2 separate regions of the Mus musculus genome follow, and region 1 is linked to region 2. Evidence: chromatin contacts called from public Hi-C data. All regions are on one chromosome and are shown on one strand. The core of a region is the stretch at or near the end of the contact, and the rest is flanking DNA. Distances in the headings are between cores, read along the strand shown. Region 1 overlaps Abcc12 (ATP-binding cassette, sub-family C (CFTR/MRP), member 12). Region 2 has its middle 88 kb from the start of Abcc12.

The links. A called contact is a pair of places that touch in the nucleus more often than the background predicts.
Region 1: a contact with region 2 is called in a Hi-C map of cortical neurons, with 2.8 times the contacts expected there. The contact joins two enhancer-like sites. A contact is called at or near these places in 14 of 484 Hi-C or Micro-C datasets (the AML12 cell line, the C2C12 cell line, cerebral cortex and 10 more), 1 of 115 datasets of contacts at active chromatin or transcription factors (embryonic stem cells) and 2 of 9 other capture datasets (adipose tissue and pancreatic islet).

Annotation. Positions count from the first base shown.
Region 1 is chr8:86,532,467-86,538,896 of GRCm38.p6, reverse strand. Abcc12 (ATP-binding cassette, sub-family C (CFTR/MRP), member 12) reads left to right here. Exons shown (of 29, transcript NM_172912.4): 13 at 371-574; 14 at 3,889-4,023; 15 at 4,134-4,209; 16 at 4,306-4,374. Among named protein-coding and RNA genes, the nearest start is that of Abcc12, 31 kb to the left of the region's middle. Within about 2 kb of position 2,471, at least 88 of the 459 cell types and tissues checked have an H3K27ac peak or open chromatin away from gene starts, as enhancers often do. A contact at or near this core is called in cerebral cortex, cortical neurons, neural progenitor cells and 1 more, where this site is marked.
Region 2 is chr8:86,474,906-86,481,699 of GRCm38.p6, reverse strand. No RefSeq gene overlaps it. Among named protein-coding and RNA genes, the nearest start is that of Abcc12, 88 kb to the left of the region's middle. Within about 2 kb of position 5,444, at least 34 of the 459 cell types and tissues checked have an H3K27ac peak or open chromatin away from gene starts, as enhancers often do. A contact at or near this core is called in cerebral cortex, cortical neurons, neural progenitor cells and 1 more, where this site is marked.

The sequences.
Region 1 (6,430 bases), core at 1,222-3,721, 60 kb before region 2:
AGTTCCCTGCTCCAAAACCAAACAAAAACCACAAAAACAAAACCAAAGCCAAATCTCGGTGTTAGCAATCAATAGTGGACTGTGCACCAGGAATTGGGAGTCATGTGATAGGCACCCCTTACTCAGAGTCAGAGAGAGCTGTTCTCAGTTGGCACTGTGCTTCCATGAAGTGAGGGGGTGGGGTGGGTGGAATTCTTCCAGTCAGCATTGCCTAGCGTAAGGCATGGGGGAGCTTATGTGCAGAGAGAGATAACAAGCTGTGTTGTCTCCCCGAGTCCTGAAGAGTTTTAGAATGCTCCTGATATACAAAGACCATGGGGTGGCAGGCAGACTTAATAATGATGGGCAGTGCCATTATCCCTGTCCACAGATTGGAGAGCGGGGTGTCAACCTCTCTGGGGGACAGAGGCAGAGGATCAGCCTGGCCCGTGCTGTGTATGCTAATCGTCAGCTCTACCTGCTGGATGACCCGCTCTCGGCTGTGGATGCCCACGTGGGGAAGCATGTCTTTGAAGAATGCATTAAGAAGACACTCAAAGGGAAGACAGTTGTGCTGGTTACCCACCAGTTGCAGGTGACTGGGATGTGCGTGGTCCATGAGGCCTTGGGATGAGTGCAGCACTTGATGGTCAAAGAGACTCCTGTTCTGCCTAAATATGCCATTTCCACCAGTAGGTGGCTTTACCTGAACAGGGGATTGAGATGGTAGGAGACACTGATGAGTCCTGCAGCCATCCCTAGCTTCCTGGTATTGCTACCTGCTCCTCTCTGGGTATGACTTCCTTTGGCTTAGTCTTTGGGATCAGTGGGGAGACGACTTTTCCTCCCCCATTGGGTAGATTGTGTAGGATCAATTGGCTCTGAGATCTGGGCCATTGGTGCCAAGGAAATGGGGAGCCAGGCATGGACAAGTCAGGCTCTACCCATTCTCCAGTAGGGACTTGATGGGCCTGAGGTTGGGGGTTCCTTGTCTGAGGGTCATGGAAGCTCTGTTTTCTTTCCTCACCCAGAAAGTCATGGCTCTTGTGATGAGTGGCCCAGACTCCCCAGTCTTCCCCTAGCCCAGGAAAGGCTCCTGAGGCCAGGACCAATGGGCAACGCTTCAGGGTTCTTCTGCCTTCTTAGATCCTGTTCCCATTCAAACAGTAGTCTCCCTCTGGCTTAGGAGGGTGAATCTTGCTGGAGAAAGAGACTGGGCTTATGTTAAGTGAACTGGAGGATTTGGCTGCATGGTCACAGACCTTGTTGAATCCATCCCACATACAGGTTCTGAATGCTTGGTGGGAATCTAGGGCCCCTTCTCTACCCAAGATAATTCAAGGTTACCCTCTCATTCTCTCTCTCTCTCTCTCTCTCTCTCTCTCTCTCTCTCTCTTTCTCTCTCTCTAATCTCCCAAGTCTGGGAGATATACTGCACGTGAGTATGTATTTGTGTGCGTGTGCACGAGCACGCATACCTCAAAGTAGAAAACATCCCAGAGACATTGGGAGGTGACCCGTTGGGGCACTGGTGCAGAGAGCCCCTTCTTCTTGTTCAGTAGGCCTGGTCTGGGGGGCAGGAAGCAGATCTCATTGCCTTTCAGTGAATCAGAAATTGAGGTGGTGAAGGTGTGAAGGCTGAAGCAGCAAGTAAGGTTGCCATAGCTATAGGACTTTGCAGCCTGTAGGTTGGTACCCTCTGGCTGAGGCCAGGAGGACCACCCTGAAGAGAGAGGGCCTCTCAAAGACCCAGGAAACCCAGCCCCCCACAGCTCCCCAGAATAAGCTTTAAGCATTCAAATTTTATACATGTGAGTATCTGGTTTCTTTAGCAGGTGAGCCACAGCTCTATAAAATAATGAGCCAGATTAGTTAGACAAGAACTCCTAGGTCCTCTGTAGGCCAGGGCTGAGGAAAGGAGAAGGCTGGCTGGATTCAGTCTGGAATCCCATGTTTTGCCTAGAAATGGTCTGTGGCCTAGCTAGATTCCTTAGCGTGGTTACCATAGCCCTGGCCTGTGACTATTCAGTCTGTGGCATCTGCTTGCCCTGGGAGAACTGTCTTCCGGAGGAGTCCTGGGTCCTGGAGGATGCTGCCTTGGTCCTGACAGGTGTGAGACAGAGCTGTCCCTCTATTATCCCCTCTTGGAGGATAAACCATAGCCACATGCCCAGCCCATCTTTGAAACTCACTAGCCCGAAGTATGATCTTAGGCAAGCTGGTGTTTTCCCAGAGTCTCCAGCAGTCACACCTTTCCAAGGTCATTTTAGCTCACTTTTTGCTTGTTGGGAGAGGAAGAAGGCCACCAGATGGCACCATAATCTTGATACACTCTTCATCCCATTCTTTGTGGGGGAGGGGAGGGCTCAGCCTCAAACTGCAGCCCCGGGGCTTTCCAGAACATTTCCTAGCTGCTCTGACCTCAGATGCTTTGGAGTAGCTGGCCATGACAGCCACTCATCTGTTTACTTGAGGAAACAAAGCGAGGCCAGCAGTCTGACGAGCTGCTGGAATCTACTAAGGGCTCAGCTTCCGAAGTGTTTGCAGAGCACGGCTACACAAAGCTACTTGGTGTCACCAGAGTGAGCCAAGGGCTTGCTGGCCAGAGGGACCTTTTCGGGGCCCTCCCAAGTCTGGGTGGTGGTCCCACACATAGGCAGAAAAGCCTGTAGATTGTAGTGGGCCCTGTGTGCTTCCTTTCCTCGTGTGAAAAGAATCAATGGCTTAACCGAGCTTACAGCTTTCTTGAGCTGAGAGCTGCCCGAGGTTGGGAGATAAGATGTAAGATCAGGCTGTGGAACACCAGAGGATGATGCCTGAGGTCCAAGTCTGTCTTTGAGGGAAAGGTTCTGTCAGAAGCAGAAGGTGTGTCTCCCTCCACTGGGCAGTAGGAGCCAGGTTCCTGCTTGGGCTGCCTGAGGAAGGGCTCCAGTCATGGATAGGGGAGACAGAGGCTAGAGCTATCCATGCTGCTGGAACTGCTCTGGTTGAAGCATTTGGGCACCACCCACCCCATCAGGTGTACAACTATCAGTGGTAGGCCTTTGCTTGCAGGATTCGAATCAAGTTTAGCCAAGTGGGATTTTGGCCTTGAGCAGAGTAGAAGTGCAAATCCGGGACTCTGGCCCTGCTGTGATGGCTTTCTTCTTTAGATCAAACTGTTCCCACTCTTACAGCATTTTGCCTGCCTTTAGGAGGGGACTATCTGCCCTTTGTTGGGTGGATCAATCGAGGAGTGCCCTTTCTTCTTCCAAAATAAAACGGCATCCCTCTCAGCAGAATTCTTTAATCCAAGGATTGGTGTGGATGTGAAGGGTCTCGGAATCAGAAAAACAGGGCCTGTGATATTTATTGTTCACATCGTTATTGTTCTGTTAAAGCTGGTGGGGGTGTGGCCTATGACCCGGTTTCTATTCCCCGGGCTCAGTGGGGTGGGGCTTCTGACAGGACTGGGATCATGTTTTCTGTCTTTTCCAAACCTTGGCCTCCACAATAGTCAATCAGATTTCTGAGTGGGGTAGCTCATTCACAGAGAAGAATCGAAGGAAGTTTTGATTGCCTCATTGTTGCAGCCAGAGTCCAGCTTCTGTACTGAAAAGACTGGGGACTAGCTCAGTGGTTCTCAATTGCCGCCCCCGCTCCAACCCCTGGGGCATTTGGCAGTGCTTGCAGACAATTTTGCTCATCACAACTAGGGAAAGACATCCTACTGGTAGGTAGACACCAGAGAGGCTGCGAAATAGTCTACAATGCACAGGGCAGCCCCTGAAGACAAGGGATTATTTGGTAATAGTGCCAGGATTGAAAACCCCAGTAATTCAGTGCACCTGGGAAAGCAGGCTGGGAGTTTGGTGTGAGCTCTTTCTTACCGAGGCAGTGCTGTTGTGGATGGATGCACTGTCTCTGCAGTTCCTGGAGTCTTGTGATGAGGTCATTCTGTTAGAAGATGGAGAGATCTGTGAAAAGGGCACCCACAAGGAGTTGATGGAAGAGAGGGGGCGCTATGCAAAGCTTATCCACAACCTCCGGGGACTGCAATTCAAGGTAAACTGCACACCTGCCTGGTGAGTGGGATTAAGAGTCCCGCCTCATGGCTTTCTGCCTGGGACAGGTCTGTTGGCTCACTTTCAGAAGTCATTTCATTTTATCTCCAGGATCCAGAGCACATTTACAATGTAGCCATGGTGGAGACCCTGAAGGAGAGCCCAGCTCAGAGGGATGAAGACGCTGGTACAGTCAGATGACAGTCCCCTCTCTCTCACTGCCCCTGGATCCTGAGTGGACACAGACCTTTCCATTTACTTATTATACAATTTCTCATCCTAGTCTTGGCTTCAGGAGATGAGAAGGACGAAGGAAAAGAACCTGAAACAGAAGAATTTGTGGACACAAACGGTATTTACCATCTTTTCCCTTGGCTGTGTACCTGGGAGTACATGCTAGGCATCCCCTGTCTGCATAGAGGAGGAGTGGTAAAACAGCGGTTATCGCTTTGGGAAGCGAGGACGGTGGTGTGTTGTAGAGTGTGCTCACACAGGGTAATGCCAACTGTCAACTTGACCAGGTTATGAAGACCCTTGAAGGTCTAAACCCTCTACTGGGTTCTTTCTGAGAACATTCCCAGATACAGTTGCCAACAAGGAAAACCCACTCTAAATGAGGGCAGCATCCTCTCCTGAGTTGGGACCCAGATGAAATAAAAGTGGGGAAAGAGAACCTTTAATGCATTCATCCTTTCTTTTTGTTTTGGGGTCACTGTGAGCAAGAAATTGTCCCCTCTTTTGATTAATTAATATTATCATACAATCACATCATTCCCAAATTCTGTTTCCTTCCTCTAAAACCTCCTGTGCACCCCACACTTGTTCTCTTTCATGACCTCTTTTGCTTTACTTGCTGTTGTTGTGTATATTCTGTGTATGTATTGTTAAATATAAAAATGCAATCTGTTCGATCCATACAGTGTTACTTGTATGCATGTTTTCAGGCTGACCATTTGGTTTTGAATAGCTCATCGGTGTGCCCTTCCCTGGGGAAGACGATTTCTGCTGCTCTCAGCAGTCCTTAGTTGCCTGTGGTCCTTTGTGTAAGGTTGAGGCCTCATGAACTTTCCCTTTCCACGACAGCAGGTCCGTTGGTGTCATCAATGTCCAGGTCATAAAACTGGGCACTCTTAACCTTAGTCTCTTAATCTACAGAGGAGGGAAATGATAGAATTAACTTCAGGGAAATGATAGAATTAACTTCAGGGAAATGATAGAATTAACTTCAGAGAGCCCTGCAGAGGTGAAGTGAGAAACTGTCCGTGAGGTTGCCAGCAGAGCGCCTGAAACATAATGACTTTTGGAAGTCAGGTCTAGATCATTTCCTCGTGCCACTCTGCTCTTCTCCTTCCCAAGAGGTCAAAGCAGCACGTGGAAGTGATGCAGAGGCAAGAGAAAGCCGGAGAACCCCTACTCTTCACAGGGGGCATTGAGAAAAGATAAAGCTGCAAAGGGACCGAGGCTGGATCAGGTTATACATCCATTCGACAAATACGTTGTAGACGTTGCATTGAGTGCCATGTCCTGAAACAGGCTGGGAGGGAAGAGATGCTCTGTTCCCAGGTTTTAACGTATAGCCTGGCAGAGGTCACTGGCAAATGAGTAGCAATAGCAAACTGGGATAAAGGTAGGGGGGGTTGACGTAGGAGTAACAGATAGGCTGTGGGAGGCTCTACAGAAGGGGCAATCTTTGCACTGCTCACTCAGGGATGCGTAGGAGTTTCCTAGAGATAACGTGATGAGAAGATGAGGGAGAGTGGAGGGCTTAAAGGTGAGGTTATGAGAACATTTTGGGGACAAAGAGGGAGAAATGAGAGTGAGATTGACCAGGCTGCTGAGGCTACCCTTTTTTCCTTAGATGGGTGTTATTCTTCTCTTGTCCTTAGGGCACAAACTCTGGGCCTCAGCCTGTTTAGGAACAGGGATCACAACAGGGTGGCTTCCTGCAAGAGGTCTGACCCTCACTAATATATAGCAAGAAACACACACACACACACACACACACACACACACTTTTGGTTAGGTGTGGTGTTACAGACCTGAAATCCCAGAACAAGGGAGGCAGAGGCAAGAAGATCATGTTTGAGGTTTTCCTGAATGACCACAACATATACTGTTTCTGAATCAAGGCAAGAAAATTAATAATCAAAGTGAAGTGTACACAGCTGCACACCGAAGTCAATACTCATCTTTAAAGCTCTCTTCACTTTATATATCAAGTGGAAGGCACATCTGGATCTCAGAATGTTAAAATATGAAGAAGAAAGTCTTGAGTCACTGGACTCTTATCTGTCACTGCTAAAGCTGCCTGTGAGATATGCACATTTGGAAAGACAACCTATTTTTATGGCCTGTAAGTCTCCCTGGGCCAAAGGGGATCACCAAGATACCTCTTGCAGCCTTTGTTG
Region 2 (6,794 bases), core at 4,195-6,694:
GCCCTATAAAATGGGGACAAAAAAAACCCTTCCCTTTCTTTCTTAATGGGAAAAAATGATTTCCCAAATTAGTGTCAGTGTTATCGCAAAGAGTCACAGAGGACACTTAGTATCATAAGTCCTACAATTAACCTATGTCTTGATCTAGAAAATTCAAGAATTTTCACTAAAACCAAAGCCCAGAGATGTATCAACAGGCCAATGGTCATATAGGGCTTGAACATGTGCTCTGACTACAACAGTGCTCTGATTTCATGTGCTGTTCTCTTCTTGGTTCTCTAAGTTGACCAGGCCCATCGACTCAGAGTCTTCTCAGATCTTTTCTGTTTTCTTCTGGCTTTAAGAGAAATTGAGATAGAAAAAAACCCCTCAGATTTTGCATTTCAAATCTTCTTTGACTTCTAAGGTAAGTCCTAAGTCAGATCTGCTATAAATGGCAGATGTTAGGCTGCAACTATGGGGACACTTCTCTGGATAAAGATGTCATCTCCAAACCTCCAACCCTCTTCCTACTGGTATGAGTTTCCTGAGGGCATTTGCCACACAAGATTAAGAGTAGCCCACTCACCAAAGGAGCATGATTTGTTACTCCAAGAAGGGGGAAGGCCAGGATTCATTACTAAATATCTTTAAGCAACTGGTGATGACGGTTAACATTAACTCTCTTTCAAGAACATTTTAGGATGCAAACTAAAAATCTATGTCCCTACCCATTCCCTGGAGCCAAACCTCATTAAGAAAAGAACTTAGCTTTGTCTAAAGGTTCTTCAGAATGACAAATTAACTAAGCTTTTTATAAACGGTGGCCTTGGGGATGAGGGGGAACTAGGCTATTCCCTGTGAGTCTGCTCCATTGATGCAGGAATCCTGCTGTCTTGCAAAGAATCCTATATGGAGAGGCTAGAACAGCACAGGTCCCCATTAGGAAAGAAAAGAAAATAATGCAAAGATGGATCTGGAGTTGACCTGATTTCTTACTGGCTAACTCTTGCATGGATTTGAGAGAAATAATACAGAAATAGTTTGTTTTAGGTTCTGTGTGCATGTATGTATTCATGTGTTCGTGTGTGTCTGTGGTGTGTGTGTGTGTGTGTGTGTGTGTGTGTGTGTGTGTGTGTGTAGATAAGAGGTTGGCAGTAGGCATGCTCAATCATTACTTATCTACTTAATTTGGAGCTCAGGAACTGGAGCTCACTGATTCAGCCAGGCTGGCCAGCCAACTCTTGGGATTCTCCTGTCATTGCTTCCCCAGTGCTGGAGTTACAAGTGTGCACCACTGTGCCCAGCTCTCACATGAGTGCTGTGGATTAAATTCATGGCCTCATGCTAGCACAGCAGTCGCTTCACTGACTCAGCCGGCTCCCAGGTCTGCTTAAGGTACCTATCACCATCATCATTGTCATCACCAATGTTGTCATCTGCAGCAACACACAAATATGTGTTCAGTCTGCCAGGCTAGGTATCTTGTTAGAATAACAAAGTGGAACAGCTAACTATGAACATTGTATCTGCGTTAAGACCCAAGTCTGGTCAACCAAATATCCACCAACCGTTTGCTGACTGTCTATAAGGTGCTAACCCACTAGTTCCCAGCATCACCATACATAGGAAACAATGGGACTATGTGAAATGTAGCAAGTGTCTGGGCCTCATGTCAGATCGATTACTAGGGCCTGGTACAGAGTAATAGTGTACAAGGCATAGAACATTTTTAGTGAGTTGGAAGTTAGGTGTGACTTGTACTTTAGATATGTTATGCTTACAAGACAACTTGGATGTAGTGTCTAACAGCAAGCCAAGGTGATGACTTACTTACATAATACCCACACTGGACCCAAAGACAGGAGGATTGTGTGAATCTAGAGCTGTTCCTAGTGAGTTCCAGGCTAGCCTGGAGCACAGAACAACACGTTTAGAAATAATCAACCAACCAACAAAACAAACAAGCAGGCAGAGCTAGACAGATGGGTCATGGGGTCAAGGCATTGCCATGCAAGTCTGACTTTATGAGTTCAATTTCTAGATCACATGGTTGAAGAAAAGAACTGATTTCTGAAAGTTGTCCTCTGACTTCCGTACTTATGCACTGTAGTGTGTGAACATCGGTACTCGCGTGCACACATCACACATCACATAATACACACATACATCACACACACTCACTTACTAATGAATTAAAAACAAAACCTAGTGTCAGTAGGAAACAGGGCCCCGCACAGTGCTATGGCCCAAAATAATTATGTAAGGATAGGAGAATCACATGCATGAGGGGTAGCAGAAACCTTGGGAGGTGTATGAGATCGACAGGGTAAAGAGCAAACATGTTCAAGAATGGGTTCGCTTTGTTTTGTTTTGGAGGTAGTGTATCAGACAGAACTCTGGTTACAAATGACTGAACGGAGTCAACGGCATTTAGAAAGGCAGAAAGAAGGCTGGGTATGGTGAGGCACAACTTTAGTCTTAGCACTCAGGAAGTAGGGCAGGCAGAACTCTGTGAGTTTGAGGCCAGCCTGCTCTACATATCTAGCTCCTGGCTAGGCAATGCTGAGCAGTAAGACTTTATCTCAAAAAGAAAAAAGAAAAAGAAAAAAAAAAGGGAAAAAAGAAAAAGAAAAAAAAAGGCAGAGGGAAAGGAAAGTTTTACTAGGGATAACCAGAGACATAAGGTGAGGGTGGGTGGCCTCACGTGTGGTCATACAGCTGAGTCTAGCTGCTTTAAATGTGTTAAGGATGGCAGGAAGCTCCACCCCCCTGTGGCTGTATTCTCAGGCATGCTCTGAGACTGTGGTGGCTTCAAGCTTCATTCTAGTAACTTAGAAGTCACAGCAGAAAAAGTACATATTTTTTCCTGGAGGCCAGATCCTTCCCTCCCACACTATACTTCCTATATGTACACACACACACACACACACACACACACACCATGTCCATTTATTTATGTGCTGCTTTGGGTTTATTTGAATTACAGCCACAGAGTTATAGTGACCATATGGCTTGTACAGACTACAATATTTACTATCTGGGCCTTTACAGAGAAAGTCTGCCAATCTCAGAGCCAGGAGTTAAATTCCTAAGAGCAGGGCTCTTCATCTATCAGCTTTGTGCCGTACTTGGGGGCTTAGAGCCCCTAGGGTGGTAGAAGGGGAACATAGAAACCTCAGTTGGAGGATTTTCTGATGGCTTTATTTCCCCAGCAGTAATTTTCAATTTCTCCTAAATCTAGACCAGCCCCCTTTTCATGGGGGTGTTTCTCTTTACCTGTTACACCACAAAGAGCAGAGGGGTTTGGGGTACCCACTCTTACCCCAGCCAATCAACAATTACAGAATTAAAGAGCTAAGCCCTGCTACAGAAGGGGTACATAGACACACCTAGACCAACAGAAAAGGGCAGGAAGGGGAAATCACTAGACAGGAGACCCTAAACCCAAATAAAAACCCTAGACACCTTAGAGTTGGTGGTCTCCCCACTCTGGAGCCCCTTCTGTCCTGAGAATTCTGAAATGCTTGCCGATAAGCCATGCTTTCACTTTGCTGGTTTCCTGTCTAAGTTTTTAACTGACTCACTAAGTAGCCTATATGCTAGCTGAGGCCACGCCCCTACACCTGTCGACTGTAAGCATTCACTGAGTGCTTCAGGAATTAATTAAGGCAGGGGTTGTGGGCACTCGTTTGCTATAAAGACTAGAGTGAACCATTGACAGAATTATCTCGAAGGACTTATGGAAGGACAGAAGGATTCTAGAAGGACATATTTCTCAGAAAGGGACAGCGACAGCCCGAGGCCTGAGAAGAGGGTTTTCGATCTGGATACAAGGCAACATTGCTGAGTTCCCAAAATCCGGAATGTGGTGCGCTGAAAGGCAAGGCGGTAGAAACAGCTGAAGTGTGCTTCACCGTGTGTCTGGGGAGAGGCAAATGTCTTCCGAAGCTCGGGTTGATCTTTTTTTCTTTGTATGAAGCTACAGCTCTATATTTTCCATTGTTAATTCTGTACCAGCACAGAGCTCAGTGCTGGTAGGATTTTGGGCTTGTCGTTTCTATGACGTCACCGGATTTCCTATTTCGTAAATATTCATCCGTCCTCACCTGCCTAAAGGCAATCTAGAAATGCTCAGAGGTTGTCTTGCTGCTGATTGGTTGTAATAAAGATCTGACAGCCAATAGCTGTGGCAAGAATTAGGGAGACTTTCTGATGGAGGCACTGTGGCAGGGCCACTGTGAAAGGAGGGAGCCACAGACTGCCAAATAAGGCCAGGGGGCCAAGTTCATTACCCAAACCCTAAATCACAAAATTAGTCATGAAATAATCTTTGCTTTGTCTTTCTCTTTCCCCCTCTTTGTTAACAGCTCTTTACCTCACCAAGTTGCTTATGGCTGTGATCTTTATTACAGCAGTATGGATCTAACCCAGACACTGAGTAAATGCTATCAGCTGCCTCAGGACTCTGCAGATTCATACCCATGCCCAGGCCTTCAACCTTGAGTTTACACCTTCAAGAACTGTAGGAAAGAAATGCATTTCCTTTATAAAATTTTCTACTCTTAGGTATTTTGCTATAACAATGGGTTAGTGAGGGTGTTACCAGAATGGCCTCAGCTCACACAGGTGTCCACAAGTTCATTTCCTGCCCAGCCCAGGGAAGATTGGTATTTCTGACTGCTCCCTAGGTGTCAGAGGAGAGCTAGGGGGTGGGGGTGGGGGGGACAGAAGGATTTGTCAAAGTGGACTCTGTTCTCATTTGCTCTTTGTTACTGTGATAAAACATTGGCCAAAATAGCTTGGGAAGGAAAGGGTTTATTTATTTCAACTTGCACTTCATTTTAAAAGTCTATTACTGAGGAAAGTCAGGACATGAGCTCATGGCAGGAGCTTGTAGGCAGTAACTAAGCAGAAAGCATAGAGGGATGCTGCTTAGTGGCTTGTTCCCAGGCTTACTTTCAGCTTTCTTTCATAGCTGCCTAGGGATGGTACCACCCATAGTGGGCCCTCCTACATCATCAATCAAGACAGTGTTCCACAGACAAGCCCATAGGCAAGCGTTCAGTTAAGATTCCCTCTCCCCTGTGGCTCCAGGTTTGTGTCAAGCTGACGGCTAAAGCTATGACAGGCTCCCTGTGAGATTCAGGCTCAGCATCCATCCAATGCTGAGATGAATATCCTGAAGCTCTGCTAGAATGTTTCCAATGTGCTTTTGTGGTTGTGATTTCTCTGGGAAAAGTTCCTTCAGCTGTCATCCAGTCGATGAGTCTGAGGTTTTTAAGTCATTCCCTGGGAAGAGAAAATTTCTCTGTTTGGTCAAGGATGCTGTCACATTTGTCTTACTTTGGCAGCTGTCAGATATTTGTGAGGGCATGTGGAAAATCAGAGGCATAAGCCCTTGGGTGAAGCCTGGTGGTCCACCTCCTCTCTGACAGCTCATTCTTCTGGATACGACTCTACTCAGGGCCTGGCTGCCGTTTCTTGCATCTGAACCAATGGCTGGGAGGCTCAGATTCTCTCTCTTACTAACCCCTTACTCAACGTCCCCACCACAGGGAACCCTAGGCCTCTCCGTTTTCACAATGTTGGTATGAACATAGCAATAACAGTATGTTTGCTAACCTCAGACCCTGCAAAGTCTTCCTCCTGGGGTCCTTTGCTGTCTTGTGTGCTCCAGCTTGCTGCCACTAGAGGCTGCTGTGGTCAGGGGTATAGAGTCCAAGGCAGAGCTGCTTACAAAGAGAGGAAGAGAGAAAGACAAAGCAAAGATTATTTCATGACTAATTGTGTGATTTAGGATCTAGGTAATGTACTTGGCTCCACACCTCATTTGGCAGACCGTGGCTTCCTTCCTCCGCAGTGGCCCTGCCACCGAGGCTCCATCAGAATGTCTCCCCAGTCTGACCTATTGGCCTTGTGTTGGTAGGTACAGGCGGCTGTGTGTAGCTGATGCAAGCTGTTCTCTGTGCTTCATCTCTAAACCACGACTCAGGGGGATTCTTCCTTTGAGGGGACTTTTCCAAGGATGCCGATGGGAAACTGATTCTGAGTGATGACTTTTGCGTAACAAGCATGGGAGAGAGCAAAGGAGAGTTGGGGGCTAGGCGTGGTCAGTATGTTTCTGATTCTGTAGTTCTCCATCAGGCTAAGATTAAGATAAAGGACTTGTGTAACCTATCTGAGCATTCATTTAGTACCTATTGTATGCAGGAAGTGTTGTTCCAGTTCAGTACTACTCTGGAAGCTCTCTTTGGAAAAGCAGGATGGAGATTTGGATGGGGAACTAGGGAAGAGTTGAGGGGTTTTGAAAGCATGGTTAAGAATAGCTAGGAAAGCAAGAAAACTTGTAAATTGGAGCTATTTAATATATCAGGAAATAGAACCTGGATGGGGCAACAGTGGATTCAACATGCAAGGCTTTCTTTATTCCCTGTGATTTAAAGACATGGCAGTGGAAAATGGGTCCCTGCTGAAGTCTGATTTCCCCATGTTGCTGAGCGGCCACAGTATTCTTATTGTCATTCACATCTTGGGCAGTATTTACTTAGAATGATCAATTCATCACGAAGGACATACACCAGTGCTTATCAAATGAGATCTTTGCATTCTGAAAAGACCTAAAAACAAAAAATCCAAACCAAACCAAACCAAACCAAACCAAACCAAACCAAACCAAACCAAAATCACTCTTTCTGGTTGAAAATGGATTCCAAAGGAGCAGCATTAATTACAGGGTCCCTGGGCCAATGACTTCAGTATATACTTTGGGCGCACCTACAATTTAGCCCTTTACGGTCCTTCGGTGGGTCTGT